3 separate regions of the Mus musculus genome follow, and regions 1 and 3 are each linked to region 2. Evidence: chromatin contacts called from public promoter capture Hi-C data. All regions are on one chromosome and are shown on one strand. Each heading gives the region's core, a stretch centred on a gene start, on an enhancer-like site or on the middle of the called end of the contact. The rest is flanking DNA. Distances are from core to core; before and after follow the strand shown.

Region 1 (2,700 bases), core at 158-2,657, 160 kb before region 2:
AAAAAAAAAAAAAGATTTATTTACTTAATAAAGGAGTACCTTGCCGGGTGGAGGTGGCACATGCCTTTAATCCCAGCACTCGGGAGGCAGAGGCAGGTGGATTTCTGAGTTCAAGGCCAACCTGGTCTATAGTGTGAGTTCCAGGACAGCCAGGAACCCAGAGAAACCCTGTCTCGAATCCCCCAACACACACACACACACACACACAAAGTGCCTGTTTTCAGCCACACCAGAAGAGGGCATCGAATCCCATTGCAGACGGTTGTGAGCCACCATGTAGTTGCTGGGAATTGAACTCAGGACCTCTGTGAGAGCAGCCAGTGCTCCTGACTGCCGAGCCATCACTCCAGCCCCTGAAGTGCACCTTTTTAGAAGCACCTATTTTGTTTGTTGCTTTGGTTTTTGAGAAAGGGTCTCTTTTGCAATCCAGGCTGACCTCAAAGCTCAAAACATTTTGACTTCTACAGGTGAGTATACCACCCCGTATCCCAGGCTAGCCTCAAACTCACTATATTGCCCGAGATAGTTCTGAACTTCTGATCCTCCTGCCTTTATTTCTCAAGTGCTGGGGATTCTGAGTGTGGACTACCAAATATGACATATACACTGCTAGGGATGGAACCCAGGAGCCCGTGTGCCATGCTAGAGGAGACCTCTTCCTTGGTGGCCACACCCCAGCCCTGGACGCAGTGCTTTCCAGATAATCAACTCCTTGTTGATCTTGGACTCAATCACTGCCAGTACCCAACACCTGCTGGAACTCTTGGTCTTCAAGGTACTGGCTGATCGCGCACAGTCCAGTGACTTCCTGTTATACTATACCTCCTTCAGTCCAAGCCTCTGTCCTATTTTATTTTTCCAGGCCACGTACAAGCCATAGGAAAAGGGCAATAAATATGTCTAGAAAACTGGAAAGGTTCACGGAGGTGGTATCGACCTAACAAGCCACGGGAGTTTGTGAGATACACTTGTACCCCGTTAGCTGTGCAGGCAGGAAGTCCTGCCTCCTCCTTTCCGGTTAGGAAAGACGCTGAGAAATCAGATCAAATCATCTGGCCACACCTGGTGGTGCAGACTATACAGCCAATTACTTGGTAGGCTGAGGCAGGAGGATGGAAAGTTCAAAGCTCAACTGGGCAAGTTGGTGAGCTAGCTAAGGTCAACTGTAATAACAATACACATTCACGGTCTGAGTTCCTGTGGGTGAGAGGTGTGGGCTCAGTGTGGCTGCGTCCTCTAGGCTCTCCCCGGGACGCCATCTACACACCTGGTGGGCGGCAGCTTTCAAAAGCTCCAGGGGGCGAGGGGGCGTTGTGGACTCCGCCCATCTCAGCCCCTAGCGCGTGCGCAAACGACGGCGGCCCCGCCCCCAGCCCCCCTCGGCGGCTCTTTCTCTCTCAGCGCGACGCTCCTCAGCGGCAAGATGGCGGCGGCGCAGCCGGAGTCCCGAGATGGAGCCGCGCAGTCGGCGAAGCCGGCGTCCGAGACGGACCCCCTCAGCCGCTTTACGTGTCCCGTGTGCCTGGAAGTATTCGAGAAGCCGGTGCAGGTGCCCTGCGGACACGTGTGAGTGGCGGGCGCCTGCCGGGTAGGGGTCGCGGTGCGCAGGCGGCGGGCGGCCGGCGGCGTCTGACGAGGGAGCACAGCGGGCCCCCTCGAGCCTCGGCGTCGCGACTCACCGGGCCGCCGCCGGCGCCTCCGAAGTGCGCGGGAGGCCGCCGGGCTAAGTATGGACAGTGGGCCCCGGGCTAGGCTGGAACAAGAGGGAAGTGCCGGGACGCTCGGCCGTACCCGCGGACCGGGTGTGGGGTGCTCGCTCGCGGAGGCCGCCTCCCTCGGCGTGAGTGAAGCCCGGTGTCGCGGGCCAGGCTGCCGCAGCCGCTTCAGGAGTTGAGCGAGGGCGGCCTGGGCTTTCCCTGGCTCCTGTGACCGCTTAGCGGGATTTGAATCCCATTCTTGCACATTTCAAACACACCGTAGCCGAAGAGCCTGAGGATGCTCGACCACGTCCCTCCGCGGCCCCGCCCACTGCCGCTCACCCAGGAATCGGGCTTCCTGACCCCCCCCAACTCCAGCACCCTTTTTTGGGCGCACAGGCATTCCCGCCGCTGTCCTGTGAGTGCCAGCCTTTTTCCGGGTGAATCAAAGTGCAAGTGTCAAGGGTCGCTCATTCGGGCCAGCGTCGCCTGCCAGACCGTCCCCAGGAGCGAGGCGGGGCCTTCCCAGCACTGTGGGAGGGATGCCTGCAGGGACACTGGGCTCCTGCCAGCTTGGGTTCAGGTACAGGTAGCCGTTACCGATCGCCCGCCGCCACTACTTCAGGCCTCCCGTCCTGATGACCTCCCTCACTTCTCTCTCGACTCTGCTAGCTTTCTCATTACACGGAGCAACATGTAGGGACCCAAGAAGAGAGTACCATGTCCTCTCTGTCCGATGATAAAAGCCGGTGTTCGGCACCGTGAGCCGAACCCAGACTCCCTCCCAGTCAGTTAACTGGAGTGTCTGCATGCCCTCTGTTTGCTGTTTTGGGATAGAGTTAAGAAGGCAATTTGGAACCGGGCGTGGTGTTGCAGGCCTTTAATCCCAGCACTCGGTCGGGAGGCAGAGGCAGGAGGATTTCTGAGTTCGAGGCCAGCCTGATCTACAAAGTGAGTTCCAGGACAGCCAGGGCTATACAGAGAAAGCCTGTCTCGAAAAACA
Region 2 (2,803 bases), core at 146-2,645:
GTCATCTGACCCTGGATGCACAGGCATTTCCGCAACCCCTGGGGATACCCAGCCAGGCAGTGAGATTGCTGAGGCTCCCTGAGAGCGGGTTGGAGCCAGTGCCAGTTAGGATAAGAGCATGTCAAGAAGCAAAGAAACCAGAGAGGGGACCTGGCTTTGGGGGAAGGGGTGGAGCCAGGGAAAGGGGCTCCGGGTGGTGATAAGTGTATCCCACAAAGTCCTAATGGGCAGCTAGTGTGTGGGTGTGGGAGAGGACAGAGCCAGACTCAATAGGGTCTGAATCGCTGCCGAGAATCTACCAGTAAGAGGTGAGGGCTGCCGGTCCCAATGGGAGGGGGAGGGGATAAGTTCACTGCAGCTACTGAAGCAGGGACCATGATGGAGCTTATGGGAAGAGCGCCTGGGATATTTTGCAGCTGAAATCCAAATCGGGGCCCTAGAGGCTAGAGAACTGTTAGTCCCAGAAGGGGGGTTAGTTTGCAACCCACGGTCTTGGAAAAAACGCACAGAGTGTAGACTCGTAACGTGGGGGTCCTAGGACTGCGTGTGAGTTTAGGTGGCTAAGGGCAGTGCCTGCGACTGAGATGTCTAAGGCTTCGCGCTGCCTGAGAACCGGAAGCCTTGGACTGGGATTTAGGAAGACAAGGCAGGCCAGGGTGGGGTTCCTAAACTGCCCAAGGTGCCCTGGGGCTAGGACTCTGGATGCGCAGGTGCATTGGGGCTGTTCCTAAATCTCTGCAACCCCAAAGCCTCACGGCTCGGAGTAGGAAGGGGTTTAGTTAGGGTCCCAAGATCTAGGGGTGCTCTTTGCAAAGTTGGAAGCCCTGGAGTTCCGCTTTGGGTGGAAGCTGGGATTAGATTGGGGGCAGGGTTAGGATGGGGCTAGGGTTCGGATGGAGTGCGGTTCGGATCCAAGGGCGTCCAAATGGGCTGCTGGAGTTCGGATCTGGGTAGAGTTCAGATCTCGGCATTTCGGATGGGCTGGGGTTTGGATTCGTGGGGGTTCGGACGGGTTGGGTCGAAGTGAGGTTCGAATAGGTTGGGGTTCTAATCCGTGGACTCAGGATGGGTTAGGGTTCGAATCCGGGGACTTCGAATGGGCTAAGGTTCGGATCCAGAGGGCTCAGATGGGTTAGGGTCCAGGTGTTCGGACCGCCTGGGGTTCGGTCGGGGCGGGCCCGGCGCCGAGCACCCATCAGATCGCAGGCCCTCCATCCGTCCTACCTGGCGAGTAAAGCGCCGCCAGCTCACGGGCTCCCGCGTGCTGTGCGCCCCAGCGCCGGCCCTCCGCCGTCTCGTCCTCGTCCAGCTCCGGCTGCCGGCCCGGCGCGTCCTCGGCGCCCGCCATGGCCCGTCGCCCGGCCCGCCCGCTGCGCTCTGCCTGCAGCGGCGGCGGCCGCGGAACCGCGGCGATATCACGCCGCCCAATGACCGGCCGGCGCGGGGCGCGGCGGCCGGGGCGGGGCGTCGGCGGGGCCCCGCGTCACAGCCAATCGGAGCCCGCGCCCGCGCCGCGCCCGGCCAATCGCAGGCCTTCGGGCCTCAGCCAACCGCGGCGCCGGGGGGCGGGGTCGCAGCTGGACGCAGCTGGACGCGGAAGGCAGGGTGGATGTGCGCGTCCCCGCTGCGCCCCGCGAACTCGCGTACCGCGCTGGAGGCAGGGAGTACGCGCTGCGAAGCGCCTACGGAGTGCATGGCTACTGCAGATCGTGCATTCGCTAGGAAGCTGCTGGACGGGGCAGCACATCGGCTGCACGCGCTAGGTTTCATTTCACTACCCAGGAGTGTCTCGCGTTCGAGGCCAGCCTGAGCTACATTGCAAGACTCAATCACGGAACATAAGAAGTAATATTGCCTTCTGAGAGGCCGCTCGTGACCACCTGCTGGGGTGCCCCCTCCTCTGGTCACTGTGACATCACCCTCACGCTACTCAGAGCTTGTCAGGAGTAACTGTCTCTCTATCAGGAAAGGAGCCCCTGAGGGCAGGGACTCTGCCTGGGCCAACAGCTGACAGATTTTAGGAGAGGTTGAATGAATTCCGGGTCAGAGAACGTGCTTCTGTCTTTAAGGCATTAGCATTAAGAGAGCTAAAGGCTTATGTAAAGTCCTTAAGGGATGATAAACAGCGTCCACCCTGGGGCTGCAAGACTGAGAGGTGCCTGGGGCCCGCAGAGGGAACTTAAGATCTGAAGAATTTTTCCAAGGCTCCATCTTCGTTCTTCTCTAAGATTTAAGCTTCATATTTCTCAGCTGCCAGCCTCCCCAGGCTATCTCCTCTTCCCTCAGTGCTCCTTTCCTGGGTGGTCTCTGTCCGTTCCAAGCTCCTTCTCTGTCTCCTTACGTCTACTCAAAGGAAGAGCCACTCGGATGGCCGCGTCAGGCTGTAGCCCAAGTCCTTCCTGTTCCGATGAAGGTGACAGCCTGGCACTTGTATTAACTGCGCGATTAGATTTGGGGTGTCAGGGGTTCTGCTGAACTTGCTGTGGCAGGTGCTGGGTCTCAGACCCTCCCAAACTGCGCCTGTTAGCAAGAAGGCTAGGGTTGCAGATTAGGGCTGGAGATCCCAGAGGCCAGGACATCCTGATTGACAGACAAGACGGGTAGTCAGAACTAACTCTCTCTCACCGTTATTCAATTCACAGAGCACCAGCTTGGCCCTATGCAGAGTCTCTGAGATTTGCTGGAAATGACCAGGGAAGTCTCTTTCTGTAGTTTTTTTGTTGTTTTGTGTGCATGTGTGTTCTTGAGTGTCCATGTGTGGTCAAAGGGCAACACTTGGGCGTTGGTTGGCTTGTTCCTTCAA
Region 3 (2,700 bases), core at 133-2,632, 250 kb after region 2:
CGTGGCTTAAAGCCATGATGCATGACCTTACAATCTTGGGAGCTGTAAATACCAAAGTGAGTGTTAGAGGTACCAGCTAGGTGGACAGAGCTGTAACCAGGACCCTTCTCTTCAAAAGCTAAGCCCAGCATCCTCCAGTCTCTAACCTGCTTCCTTCCTCCTATCATCTCCTCTGACCTAGACTTCACTGCCTCAAATTGAAGAGTGACCTCCATCATTTTGGTTCCTGGCCATGTCTGTAAGAGATTGTCTTGATGGATGATTGGTGTGGGAAGTCCCAGCCCACTGTGGGTGGCACCATCCCTAGGCAGGTAGGTCAGGCTATATAAAAGCTGAGGGGCTGGAGAGAGGGCACAGCTGTTAAGGACACTTGCTGCTCTTCCATGGGACACATGTTTGGCTCCCAGGACATACATGGCAACTTTCATAGCCATCCACAACTCCAGTTCCAGAGGATCTAATGCCATCTTTTAGATTCTTCAGGTACTAGACACACATACAGGGCACAAACATATGTGTAGGCAAAACGTTCATACACATGATTTTTTTAAAAAATAAAAGGTCTGAGCATATGCCAGTGAGCCAGCCAGTAAGCACGGTTCCTGCTCCAGGTTTCTGCTTGAGTTTCTGCCCTGATGCCCCTCAATGATGGGCTGTGACCCGGAAGTGTAAGACAAAATTAACCCTTTCATCCCCAAATTGTCTTTGCTTATGGCATTTATCACAACAGCAGAAATCAAACTAATAGAGAGGCTTAAAACCCACAGCTTAGCCAGGCGTGGTGGCACACGACTTTAATCCCAGCACTTGGGAAGCAGAGGCAGGCAGCTCTGAGTTCGAGACCAGCCTGGTGTACAGAGTGAGTTCCAGGACAGCCAGGGCTACACAGAGAAACCCTGTCTCAAAGACAAAACAAAACAAAACAAAACCCAAAAAACAAAAACAAAAACCAAAAAACCCAAACCACAGCTTAGCAGAGGGTCTACAGTGCCAGCACTCAGAAGGCTGAGAGGAGGGTCCAGTCAGTCCGGTGCTAGACTGGCCTGTGTAACACAAGAGCCCATCTCTACAAAGAAAAACAATTCATCGGCACCTGTGCTCAGCTCAGGGACTCTCAGATTTGGGGATTGTGAGGTTGGTCTTAAGCAGATGGTCATTAGAGATGACGTCATCATGACCTATGTTGGAAGTCCACGGTGGGGTGACTGAGAGCCCTATGTTGGGAGAAGGAGTTCAGAACTGACCCGACACCATTCCCATTATGTTCCGTTTGTCCTAATGGAGTCAAGGTCAAGGCTGGCCCAGTTTGAAGTTGTTGAAATAGGGTTTGAATGTCCTGAGGAATGGGGCGTGCCTGTGGTAGAGATGTATGACAAAATCCTCATGGCCAGGGAGTGACTCAGCAGGTACAATGCCTGCCTAGCATGCTCAAAGCTCTGGGTTCCAGCCCCAGCACCACATATGTTGGGTGTGGGGACCCCTGCTTGTAATCCCAGCATGAGGAATTGAGAAGAAAGAGGATCCAGAGTTCAAGGCCAGCCTCATCTATATTGGGAATCTAAGACCAACCTGAAGTACACAAAAACATGGTTTCTGTTAAAGGTTGGAGAGATTGCTCAGTGGTTAGGACCGTATACTGTTCTTACAGAGAACCTGGCTTCAGTTCCCGGCATCTACATCAGGAAACTTACAACTGCCTATAACTGGATCTTCAGGATATCTGGCACTTCTCTCTGGTCTGTGGGTAGGTACACATAAATAATAATTTTAAAACATATATATATATTTTTTTTAATTTTTGACTGGATGGATGACTTAATGTTCAAAGCCCTTGCAGAAGACTTGGGTTTGTTTCCCAAAATCCACACTGTGTAGCCAACAACTGCAAGATATTTAATCACATTGCGAACCTCAAGATTGTGTTATTTACTGAAAGGGGAAAAAAAACTGTTTCTAGTTGTGGTATGGTTCACCCTTAGCACACACCTTTAATCCCTCTGGCTGAAATACAGCTGAATACAGACATACCCTTAGTCCACACCTTTAATCCCCAACAAGGAAGGTAAAGTTAGTTTGCAGAGAAAGCACCCATATTTCAAAGTGATGTCTAATTGAGTGGCAAACAAAGTGATGAACCATAGAAAGATTTGACAGAATAGGCTATGCCAGATCTCTAGAGAAGAGAGAGGAAAGGGAGGCTACTTAAGGAAGCGACAGACAGTACAGAGAGGGAGAAGGAGGCAGTTTTACCAGGAGAGTTCTACAGAGACAGGTTGCAGGGAGAACAAGCTAGACACAGGTGAAGACAGAATGAGCCAGAGAATGAGAAGGAGCCAGAAGATTAGAACATATTGCCAAAGTTAGTTTGAGGCCAAGCAAAGTAATTCAGGAGAAGCTGAGAGAAGCCAGGGCGAATCAGTCAGTTTGGAGAGGAGTTTGAGCCAGACAGCTGAGTTGAACCAGCTAGCCAGAGCTCAGAAAGAGCTAGAAATGGTGTGCCTATTCAGCAGCAAGTCACAGGGGCTGAGAACATTTTAGGCCTAGATTAGATTGTATGGAGGCTAGAAGCTTCCAGGACTAGGCCTAGGTTGTCAGATTAGCAGACAATAATTGCATCAGATAAATAAATGTTACTTTTACAGATAACTAGAGATCTGGCACCCTCTTCTGGCCTCCACCAGTGCCTGCATGCACATGGTG

The links. Promoter capture Hi-C pulls out the DNA fragments that hold promoters and counts their contacts. Capture Hi-C pulls out chosen DNA fragments and counts their contacts.
Region 1: a promoter capture Hi-C map of pancreatic islet shows a contact between it and region 2. The contact joins the promoter of Rnf114 here to the promoter of Tmem189 in region 2. A contact is called at or near these places in 11 of 39 promoter capture datasets (the 3T3-L1 cell line, 3T3-L1-derived adipocytes, cranial neural crest and 7 more), 1 of 15 datasets of contacts at CTCF or cohesin (CD8 T cells), 11 of 484 Hi-C or Micro-C datasets (the 4T1 cell line, the AML12 cell line, CD4 T cells and 6 more), 19 of 115 datasets of contacts at active chromatin or transcription factors (the 230-238 cell line, CD4 T cells, the SCID.adh cell line and 11 more) and 3 of 9 other capture datasets (adipose tissue, liver and pancreatic islet).
Region 3: a contact with region 2 is called in a promoter capture Hi-C map of neutrophils. The contact joins the enhancer-like site here to the promoter of Tmem189 in region 2. A contact is called at or near these places in 13 of 39 promoter capture datasets (the 3T3-L1 cell line, the C10 cell line, cranial neural crest and 8 more), 6 of 484 Hi-C or Micro-C datasets (Sertoli cells, bone marrow-derived macrophages, centroblasts and 3 more), 38 of 115 datasets of contacts at active chromatin or transcription factors (the 230-238 cell line, CD4 T cells, the HPC-7 cell line and 29 more) and 4 of 9 other capture datasets (adipose tissue, embryonic stem cells, liver and 1 more).

The regions. Positions count from the first base shown.
Region 1 is chr2:167,502,036-167,504,735 of GRCm38.p6, forward strand. Rnf114 (ring finger protein 114) reads left to right here and starts at 1,408. Exons shown (of 6, transcript NM_001360930.1): 1 at 1,408-1,566. The coding sequence starts at 1,424.
Region 2 is chr2:167,660,149-167,662,951 of GRCm38.p6, forward strand. Tmem189 (transmembrane protein 189) reads right to left here and starts at 1,396. Exons shown (of 6, transcript NM_145538.2): 1 at 1,225-1,396. The coding sequence starts at 1,348.
Region 3 is chr2:167,910,354-167,913,053 of GRCm38.p6, forward strand. No RefSeq gene overlaps it. Among named protein-coding and RNA genes, the nearest start is that of Ptpn1, 21 kb to the right of the region's middle. Within about 2 kb of position 1,383, at least 45 of the 459 cell types and tissues checked have an H3K27ac peak or open chromatin away from gene starts, as enhancers often do. A contact at or near this core is called in the 230-238 cell line, acute myeloid leukemia, bone marrow-derived dendritic cells and 5 more, where this site is marked.